Linked DNA regions of Xenopus tropicalis: region 2 is linked to region 1. Evidence: chromatin contacts called from public Hi-C data. All regions are on one chromosome and are shown on one strand. Each heading gives the region's core, a stretch centred on a gene start, on an enhancer-like site or on the middle of the called end of the contact. The rest is flanking DNA. Distances are from core to core; before and after follow the strand shown. Region 1 has its middle 10 kb from the start of zfp36l1. Region 2 has its middle 97 kb from the start of tmem229b.

Region 1 (4,878 bases), core at 839-3,338:
AGGGTTTATCTTTTATTAACTTTCCTTTAAAGAGACAGTAAAATATATAGGCATATCTTATAGTGCACTCAGAGCATTCCATAGCAATAACCCCCCCCTCCCCGCTGAAGGGAAACCTACCCCCTGTGCCCAAACCCAGTGTTGATGTAGCTAGTTGCAATCAGAGATGCTGAATGATTTAAGCTGGTCATATACGACCCATAGAAGAGCCCAACTCGATCTCTTCTGACTACTGCTACTTGTAGTAACTACTTGTTGCAGCTACAACAATAGACAATGCTGACAATTTACTGATAATTGTCTCTGTGTGTTTTAGCAGAGGCAATTCTCAGTAGTAGCTGCTTGTCTAGAAACTACCCTGTCATACCCTGTCACCCGGTTGCTAGGGTACTGGACCCCAGTAACCGAATAGCTGCTAAAAATCCAAACTGGAGAGCTGCTGAACAGAAAGCTAAATAACTAAAAAACCACAAATAATAAAAAAAATGAAGACCAATTGCATTTTTTAGAATAGGACTCCCTACAACATACTATAATTTAATTTAAAGGTGAACAAACCTTAACTTAAGCATTAATAGAATAGCACAATTTTTTATGGCCACAAGTGGTGCTGTTCCATTGCTGCTCTCTAATGAGAAGGTCTTATTTTCTCCTTCTCTATATATAAAGCTGTGCAGGGGAGGGGCAGTTACTGTGTATGCTTATACCCTAATGGAAACTATAGGCACACACACTTGTTGGTACTGTACATTTTCCGTTCCTATTACTTCATGCGTTGGTGCCGCCACGCAGTACCACCTATGCAATGTTCCGTAGGCTGACTAGTTAATTATGGCAAGGACCTTAATGTGACCACGCAAGGTCAGGCAGCTGATTGGCTGAGTGTGTAGGCGAGTGACTGTGCAAGAAGTGGGCAGTATATTTATCACATAGAAGGACAGACATATAAAAAAAATGCATCTGATATGGTTGGGTGCTGTTGGGTGCTGTGAGCAAAGCAGAGAGTCTGGGCCCTTATTGTGAAGGGGGGGATTAGATATATATATATATAAATCTGCTTACCAGATTTTTGTCAGAAGGGGCACCCCTCATACTGGGTGCCTGAGGCCCCCTCCACCCTGAAACCAGCAGAGGGGGGGGATTAGATATATATAAATCTGCTTACCAGATTATTGTCAGAAGGGGCACCCCTCATACTGGGTGCCTGAGGCCCCCTCCACCCTGAAACCAACAGAGCGCTGGAACTAAAGATAGGCAAAAGAGGCACGTGCCTAGGGATTGATTGTGTGAGTGGTGGGGCGGCTGGGCACATACCTTTGGGGGGTGGTATGAGTCCTGCCAAAGAGACAAGTGGGGGGGGGTTGCTTGCCCTGGTACCAGCACTCATGTACAATATCATTGCAGTTAATGATTATAACGTTGCACATGTCATTGCCCTTAACCAGGTACTTTTGCACCCCAACTTTTCTGGATATTTAAAGGACATAATTACATTTAAAACAATGGGGTTCTAAGACGATTTGCAGCTTGTCGTTTTTTTTGTTTTTCTATTTATGGTTGTGTACCGTTATCTGGTTTCTAGGCCCCAATTTTTCCACATCCACCAGAAAGTTCACTCCAAGGCCCCTGGCTCTGGCTGCTGAGATCTGTAGTTCGACCACAGTTGTTGCGGCAGTGTAGCGTAGGAACAATAGCTGGCAGGCCTCGTTCTGCATCTTGTTGATCCAAAGGGCCCCCCTTCATTTCCTGCCAGACAAGCCACACTATCGTACATTCCTCGTCTGCCAGAGGTTTAAGGGCAGAGTCTGGAGGAATGTGCGGATACAGATAAATTCCGCTTGTTTGTAGATTCCTGGCCCATTGCTGCTGTCCCAAGCAGCCCCACTATCTCTCTGTGTAACAGCAACTCACTTGGTGGTGACCTTGTGTGGGAATCACTGGGTGTTTTTAGTTACACACACACACATTCACTCACACACACACACTCTTACACACACACACAAATTCCCCTTGCTACACACTGTACGTGACTTGCACAAGTTCAGCCTGTAACTGTCTGTACCCAGCCGAGCTCTCACCAACCCACAGCCAAAAACCCACATGCACAGAACAAAAACAGAATCCGAACTGAGATCCAAACCCAGCAGCTAATTAGGGCTTACACATCGTTATCACCTCGGTTACTTTTGTTTCTTAATTAGATGTTTTCTCTACACACAGTGCATGGGCTCTTATAGGGCTGGCCTTACCATTCGGCATCTGTACTTGGCTCTCAGCGCTCAGTGGTGGGGCCCTTAGCAAGAACATTCCATTGAGTAATCACACCTCCATTATTTGTGGGGTCATCTCTAGTGCAGACAGGGCCTGGAATAGAACAAACATGGAACCCATTCATTTATGTATAGGAACATTTGAACATACCCAGAATTCCTGTTTTTTGCCTGGCTGAAGAGCAAAGGGAAGGGAAGCAGGATCCCTGAATAATCTCGCCTTGGTTACATAGTTACATAGGGTTGAAAAAATACCATCAAGTTCAACCCTTCCAAGTAAAGCCAGCACCCACAAACCTATACTTACCTATCTATACACTCACATTGCAGATGCCAACCAGCACAAGATTAGTACAGAGGGGTACAAAATTTTAAAATTTGCCTGCGGCGGGGCGGCATGCCGCCCCTGTGTTTGTGCCGCCCTAGGCCTGGGCCTTTGTGGCCTTGCCACATAACTTCAATGGTCTGTATATTTTATTAGCAGTTAAGACGTGTTGGTGTATAAATCATTTTCCCCAGGCTGGGGGAAGGTTATTCATAGTCATCCATGCTGTGGTACCTCCTTATAGCACAGCTTTCTTTGCAGAGGATTCTGGGAGTTGTAGGTCTACAGCAGCTCTAGTGCCCAGGGTTTCTATTCAATTACATAGAAATGATCAGAATGAAAAGGGGTTAAGGCACTGGGCTGTGACCAAGCTCTGCTAATTCAGTTCCTGTACCGACTCCTTGTGATCTTCGGGCAAATCATTTCATCTCCTTGCGCCTCAGGCTCCTAGATTAGACAGAAGGCTCTATAGGACACTACTGGCTACTAGTGTGCTGGGAAAAAAACTGCATGGCCAATTCAGAGTTAATTAATTAAATCAGGATATGGTTAATTCAGTCTAAAAGGGCATATTTAACATATTCTCATGGTGCACATAATATTTTGGGGGTGAATAGATTCTGCTAATTGTGACCCTGCTTATTATTCTCTACTGTTTCAGGCAGATCCTTACTGTAATGAAGAGGTGCAGGGGCCTGCAGCCTTTCTTTATTTTATTTTAGGTTGAAGCAGAGGCCTGCTCTCAATGAGATCTAAAGCCAGATCCATACCTCTTGAGAGCCACCTAGTGTTTGTTAGTGGTACTGTCAGACAATAGCAATAATTCTTTAATCCTCTTTTTTCTGCTGTTTTTAAATAATCTCTTTTCATGTACTTTATTTCGGTCATATACCTAGTTTATATAAGAATAACAACTGATTTCTGTATTATCAATTGCAAATGTCAAAGTTTGTTAAGTGTAGGGAAATGTAAATCTAGTCCAACTATATAGTGATACATTGCCCAAGTACTTCTGTACTGTTCTAGCCTTTGCTGCATTGTATGTGTCCTTTATCCTAGCCATAAGTAATGGCCTCAAAGTGTGCACATTTTAGCAAGTACTGGTCTGGTCTCAGTCGAGTTCAGTTATGAGGAGTAGGGGATAGTAAGTGTAAAAAAGAAGATGGCGCTAGTAGGGCAAGACTGGAAAATAAAGAGTAAGATAAATCTTTTATTGGCTAATTAAGCAGATTATAACATGAAAGCTTTTGGGGCAGTTAGTTCTCTCCTTCAGACAAGATGGTGACACATTTAATATTATTGTTTCCAAGCTTGTAGACCAGAGATCCCCAACCATTTTTTACCTGTGAGCTACGTTAAAATGTAAAAAGGGTTGGAGAGCAACATAAAACAAGTTCCTGGGGTGCCAAATAAGGCCTGTTATTGGTTAATTGGTATTCCTTATATGGACTGGCAGCCTACAGGAGGCTCTTTTTTCAGAACAATTGGTTTTTAAGCAACCAAAACTTCCCTCAAAACCAAGAAATCAAAAATAAGCACCTGCTTTGAGGCCACTGGGAGCAACATCCAAGGGGTTGAGGAGCAACATGTTGCACTAGAGCCACTGGTTGGGGATCACTATTGTAGACTTTTAGCAATTGTTGAAATATGTTGGCAGCAGTTTCTGGTAACTGTAGTCCAGCAACAGTTGAAGGAGTCCTACATACTCCAGACCACGGAGCCATTATCCCTGTTTGCCAGACTTGACTTTGTAATGTTATATGATTTTCATTGCACTACGCAAGAGCTGTATAACTCTTTAACATCCAGTGTCGACTTGGCCTGCCACAGTACAGGGCAGTTCTGATCAGCAAACATCATAGGCTGATATAGCACCTTTACCATTTAGCATTATCTATAGCTAACTGTTGTGAATTTGTGGCCTAACCTAGGGTGTGGGGTGGCATTACTCCACAGTCCCTTGATCCCTCAGTGTCCCTCAGAGGTTCAGTGTTTGGTCAGGGCAAATCTCATCTATAAATGAACCTTAGGCTGGGTTTTCAGGTGTTCTCCTGCAGGCCCCTGCTGGGGTAGCAGTTCCACAAGTTGGAAGTCACTGGGCTAAAGGTTTAGTGTATCTGGAACTCACCAGGAACTGTCACCCCAAGAGCCCGGCACTCCAGCAATTGAGGTCCCACCCCCACCGTGGAGGCGCACCATGCACCTTCTCTTGCTTCTTTTGTTGGGTGCTCTGAACTTCCTGCCACCAGCAAACAGCTCCCCCCCATGCACAGACAGTGGGCA
Region 2 (4,283 bases), core at 844-3,343, 420 kb before region 1:
TTTTACGCAACTTTCGTAATGGATACGAAAAACTCGCGTTTTTACGCAAAAATCGTATTGGTAACGAAAAATTCGTACAGAATCCGAAAAAATCGCAAAACATACGAAAAAGTCGCAAAATGTTCGTTTTCAAGTCGGAACTTTTCCAATTCGGGTCGGATTCGTGGGTTAGTAAATCAGCCCCAATGTCTAAAGCTGAGTATTAGGTTCCTGCTGTTCAGTTGGGCAGGGCCTTAACTCTTGTATCAGTTATTGGTTATTTTTGTATGTTAATCGGTATGTTTAGCGAAAGAAGCAGCATTGTACATCTGTTATCCAGAATGTTTGGGACCTGGGGTTTTCTGGATAAAGGGTCTTTCCGTAATTTGTATCTCCTACCTTAAGGCTACTAAGAAAAATATTTAAACAGTAATAAAACCCAATAAGATTGTTTCGGCTCCAATAAGGATTAATTATATCTTAGTTGGGATCAAGTACAGGTACTGTTTTATTATTACAGAGAAAAGGGAATCATTTAACCATTAAATAAACCCAATAGGACTGTTCTGCCCCCAATAAGGGGTAATTATATCTTAGTTGGGATCAAGTACAGGTACTGTTTTATTATTACAGAGAAAAAGGAAATCTTTTTTTTTTTAAAAAATTTGAATTATTTGCTTATAATGGAGTCTATGGGAGACAGCCTTTCCATAATTCGGAACTTTCTGGATAAGGGGCCCGATACCTGTATGAGCTATTTTGTAGACAGCAGGAGATGTAAAGGGGGTAATTTATCAACACTGGGCAAATTAGTCTGTGGGCAATAACTCATGAACAAGCCAAATTAATTCATTGTTCTACCTGTAGCTGGTAAAAAAAAGCCAATCAGTCATTGGTTGTTATGGGTCTCTGCCTACAGCAAGTTCACCCAGTGTTTATATATGAACCCAACAGTAAGCAATCACCATTTTTTCTTCAAAATGCTTTGTGTTTTCGTAGAATGCAAGCATCATTGTGGACAAAGCAGGCGTTGTGCCTGACGCAGCAAAGTTAATACAACTGCATGCGCATTTTGACGCAAATTGGAAGCAATGCATGGAAGTACTGGTACTGGTATCATTTACTGTGTTTGGTTTGCCAGTGACATGAGCACTAGTGATGGGCAAAATGTTTCGCCAGGCATAGATTTGCGGGCATGGTTTCACGAAACGGATGAAAAAATTTGCCGCGCGTCCAAAAATTTTCACGGGTGACAAAAGAATAGCTGCGGGCAACAAAAGAATAGCCATGCGCGACAATTTTTTTTGCCGTGCAACATTTTCGCCGTTTTGCGAATCTTTTGAAATATTCGCGAATTTTTCTGCAAAGCGAAACGGGACAGATTCGCTCATCACTAATGAGCACCCAATTCTTTAGGTGCAAGGGTGACATGCCTATTGATGCAGGGCGCAAAGGCAACCCTAAAGCTACATCATAATCTGCTGAACACAGGGTTCAAGAACTTGTGGACCCTCAGTTACAAAAAGTGCATAAACCCATAGCAGCAGATAATGGGCTTTCATCATTCTAACCTCACAATTTGATATCTATCGTATTGGTTACAATGTGCTGCTGGTCAAAAAAAAATGTTTGGAAGAAATGCTGTACCGAAACATCCAGCAGTAGATGCTTTGCTTGAGATTCTTATTATATTTAACACTGTCCTTTTTCTGGATACGATAATATATTCTACAAGTACCTACATATCCAGAGACAGCAATATAAGAACATTGAATTGTGCATTAACATAGGCAAACTTTTCCAGCAGCACCAGTGACCAGTGCACAGTTAGCTTTATTAGGTACAGTTTGGTTGAAATGTTCATTTGATTTAAATGGATAAATAGACTACGACTATGTTACTATTAGCTCAAATAGTTACCATTTTAAATTAACAAATGCTTTTCTATAAGAGCCTCTTAGATATATAATTACTCTAGATTATAGTAATGGGGAATGGGTTCTTAGTTTGAGCTTCATTTTCACTATTTCTTTGGTTTGTATGGTAAAAGTAATACAATACAGAGAAGAAAGGGGGCACTCATGCCTTGCAATTCAAAGAAGCATCCGGGTTGCATTAGACATTGTGCAGAGAAAGGATTGTCAGAAAATTTATGAAGAGCATTTTATAACATGTGCAGGAGAGATAGATCCTTGGGAAATACTGCTCTGCAGCATTTATCATTATGTGCTCTAACTATTAGCTAACTACTTGCCCAAGCACATACAGCAAGTTTCTATACTGGCATAGACATTTCATCTGGCTTCCTTTTATTAATCTCCACAATGAGGGAGATTTACAGGAAATAACTTGTAAAATGATTCCAGTTGTTATTAACCATAATAAGAACTTAGTTATTTATAAAGATATTTAGCTAAAGAAATGGTACTGATTAATTATTGTGGTTAAGCATTTAAAAATTAGGAAGCAAAAGACTCTTACCTGTTAATTGATGTTCTCCTGTTTGCTGTATTATTTGCATTACTTTGAAAATGTCTGTCAGTATAGGCATAGCTCAGCCATCTATTCAGGTGAATGGAATGGAGGCACATCCTGATGGGACCTAGTTCAAAAGCTTGGAACAATGTAGAAAGTTTTCTGCAATTCACATTTATCTGTTATGAGCAAGAGTAGGTTAAACTTAACTTACTCGCAGTGCAAGCTATTCACAATATACAGGTATAGGACCCGTTATCCAGAATGTTCGGGACCAAGGGTATTCCGCATAAGGGGTCTTTCCATAATTTGGATCTCCATACCTTAATTAAAAAATTAATAAAATATTAATTAATCCAATAAGGATTCATTATATCTTAGTTGGGATCAAGTACAAGGTACTGTTTTATTATTACAGAGAAAAGGGAATCATTTAACCATTAAATAAACCCAATAGGGCTGTTCTGCCCCCAATAAGGGCTAATTATATCTTAGTTGGGATCAAGTACAAGTACTGTTTTATTATTACAGAGAAAAGGGAATCATTTAACCATTAAATAAACCCAATAGGGCTGTTCTGCCCCAATAAGGGGTAATTATATCTTAGTTGGGATCAAGTACAAGTACTGTTTTATTATTACAGAGAAAAGGGAATCATTTAACCATTAAATAAACCCAATAGGGCTGTTCTGCCCCCAATAAGGGGTAATTATATCTTAGTTGGGATCAAGTACAGGTACTGTTTTATTATTACAGAGAAAAAGGAAACCATTTAACCATGAAATAAACCCAATAGGGCTGTTCTGCCCCCAATAAGGATTAATTATATCTTAGTTGGGATCAAGTACAGGTACTGTTTTATTATTACAGAGAAAAGGGAATCATTTAACCATTAAATAAACCCAATAGGGCTGTTCTGCCCCAATAAGGGGTAATTATATCTTAGTTGGGATCAAGTACAAGTACTGTTTTATTATTACAGAGAAAAAGGAAATCAGTTTTAAAATTCTGAATTATTTGATTAAAATGGAGTCTATGGGAGATGGGCTTTCTGTAATTCGGAGCAACCTGGATAACGGGTTTCCGGATAAGGGATCTCATACCTGTATAATAAGACAATTTGCAATTGGTTTTAGTTTTTTATTACTCATAGTTTTGTAACTATTTTACTTTTATTCCGTAGCTCTCCAGTTTGGAATTTCAGCAGTTAAATGGTTGCTAGGGTCCAATTTACCCTAGTTACCAGGGAGTTGTTTGAGAGAGTGACTGATATATGAATAGTTGAGGGGCTGAATAGAAAGTAATAAATAGTAACGATAATGATAAAATTGTAGCCTACAGAGCAATAGTTTTTTGTTTTGGCTGACAGGGTCAGTAACCCCTATTTCAAAAGCTGAAACAGGCAGAAGGAGGCAAATAATTAAAAAACTATAAAACAGGTATCCCCAAATTTTGTTACCCATGAGCAAAATTCAAATGAAGAAAAGTTGGAGAGCAACACAAGCATAAAAAATATACCCAGATGTGCAAATAAGGGCTGTGATTCGCTATTTTGTAGCCCCTATATGGTCTGGCAGCCTAAAGAAGGCTCTGTTTGGCAGTAGAACTGGTTTTTATGAAACCAAAACTTGCCTCCTTACCAGAAATTTAAAAATAAGCCCCTACTATCAGGTCACTTAGGAGCAACATCCAAGGGGTTGGTGAGCAACATATTGCTCCCGAGCCACTGGTTGGGGATCACTGCTATAAAAAATGAAGACCAATTGATAAGTTTCTTAGAACTGGCCATTCTATAACATTAAAAATGAACTTAAAGTTGAACTACTCAG

What was found. A called contact is a pair of places that touch in the nucleus more often than the background predicts.
Region 2: a Hi-C map of liver shows a contact between it and region 1, with 7 times the contacts expected there. The contact joins two enhancer-like sites. A contact is called at or near these places in 3 of 5 Hi-C or Micro-C datasets (brain, liver and tailbud embryo).

What each region holds. Positions count from the first base shown.
Region 1 is chr8:117,295,266-117,300,143 of UCB_Xtro_10.0, reverse strand. No RefSeq gene overlaps it. Among named protein-coding and RNA genes, the nearest start is that of zfp36l1, 10 kb to the left of the region's middle. Within about 2 kb of position 2,088, at least 7 of the 11 cell types and tissues checked have an H3K27ac peak or open chromatin away from gene starts, as enhancers often do. A contact at or near this core is called in liver, where this site is marked.
Region 2 is chr8:117,710,876-117,715,158 of UCB_Xtro_10.0, reverse strand. No RefSeq gene overlaps it. Among named protein-coding and RNA genes, the nearest start is that of tmem229b, 97 kb to the left of the region's middle. Within about 2 kb of position 2,093, at least 3 of the 11 cell types and tissues checked have an H3K27ac peak or open chromatin away from gene starts, as enhancers often do. A contact at or near this core is called in liver, where this site is marked.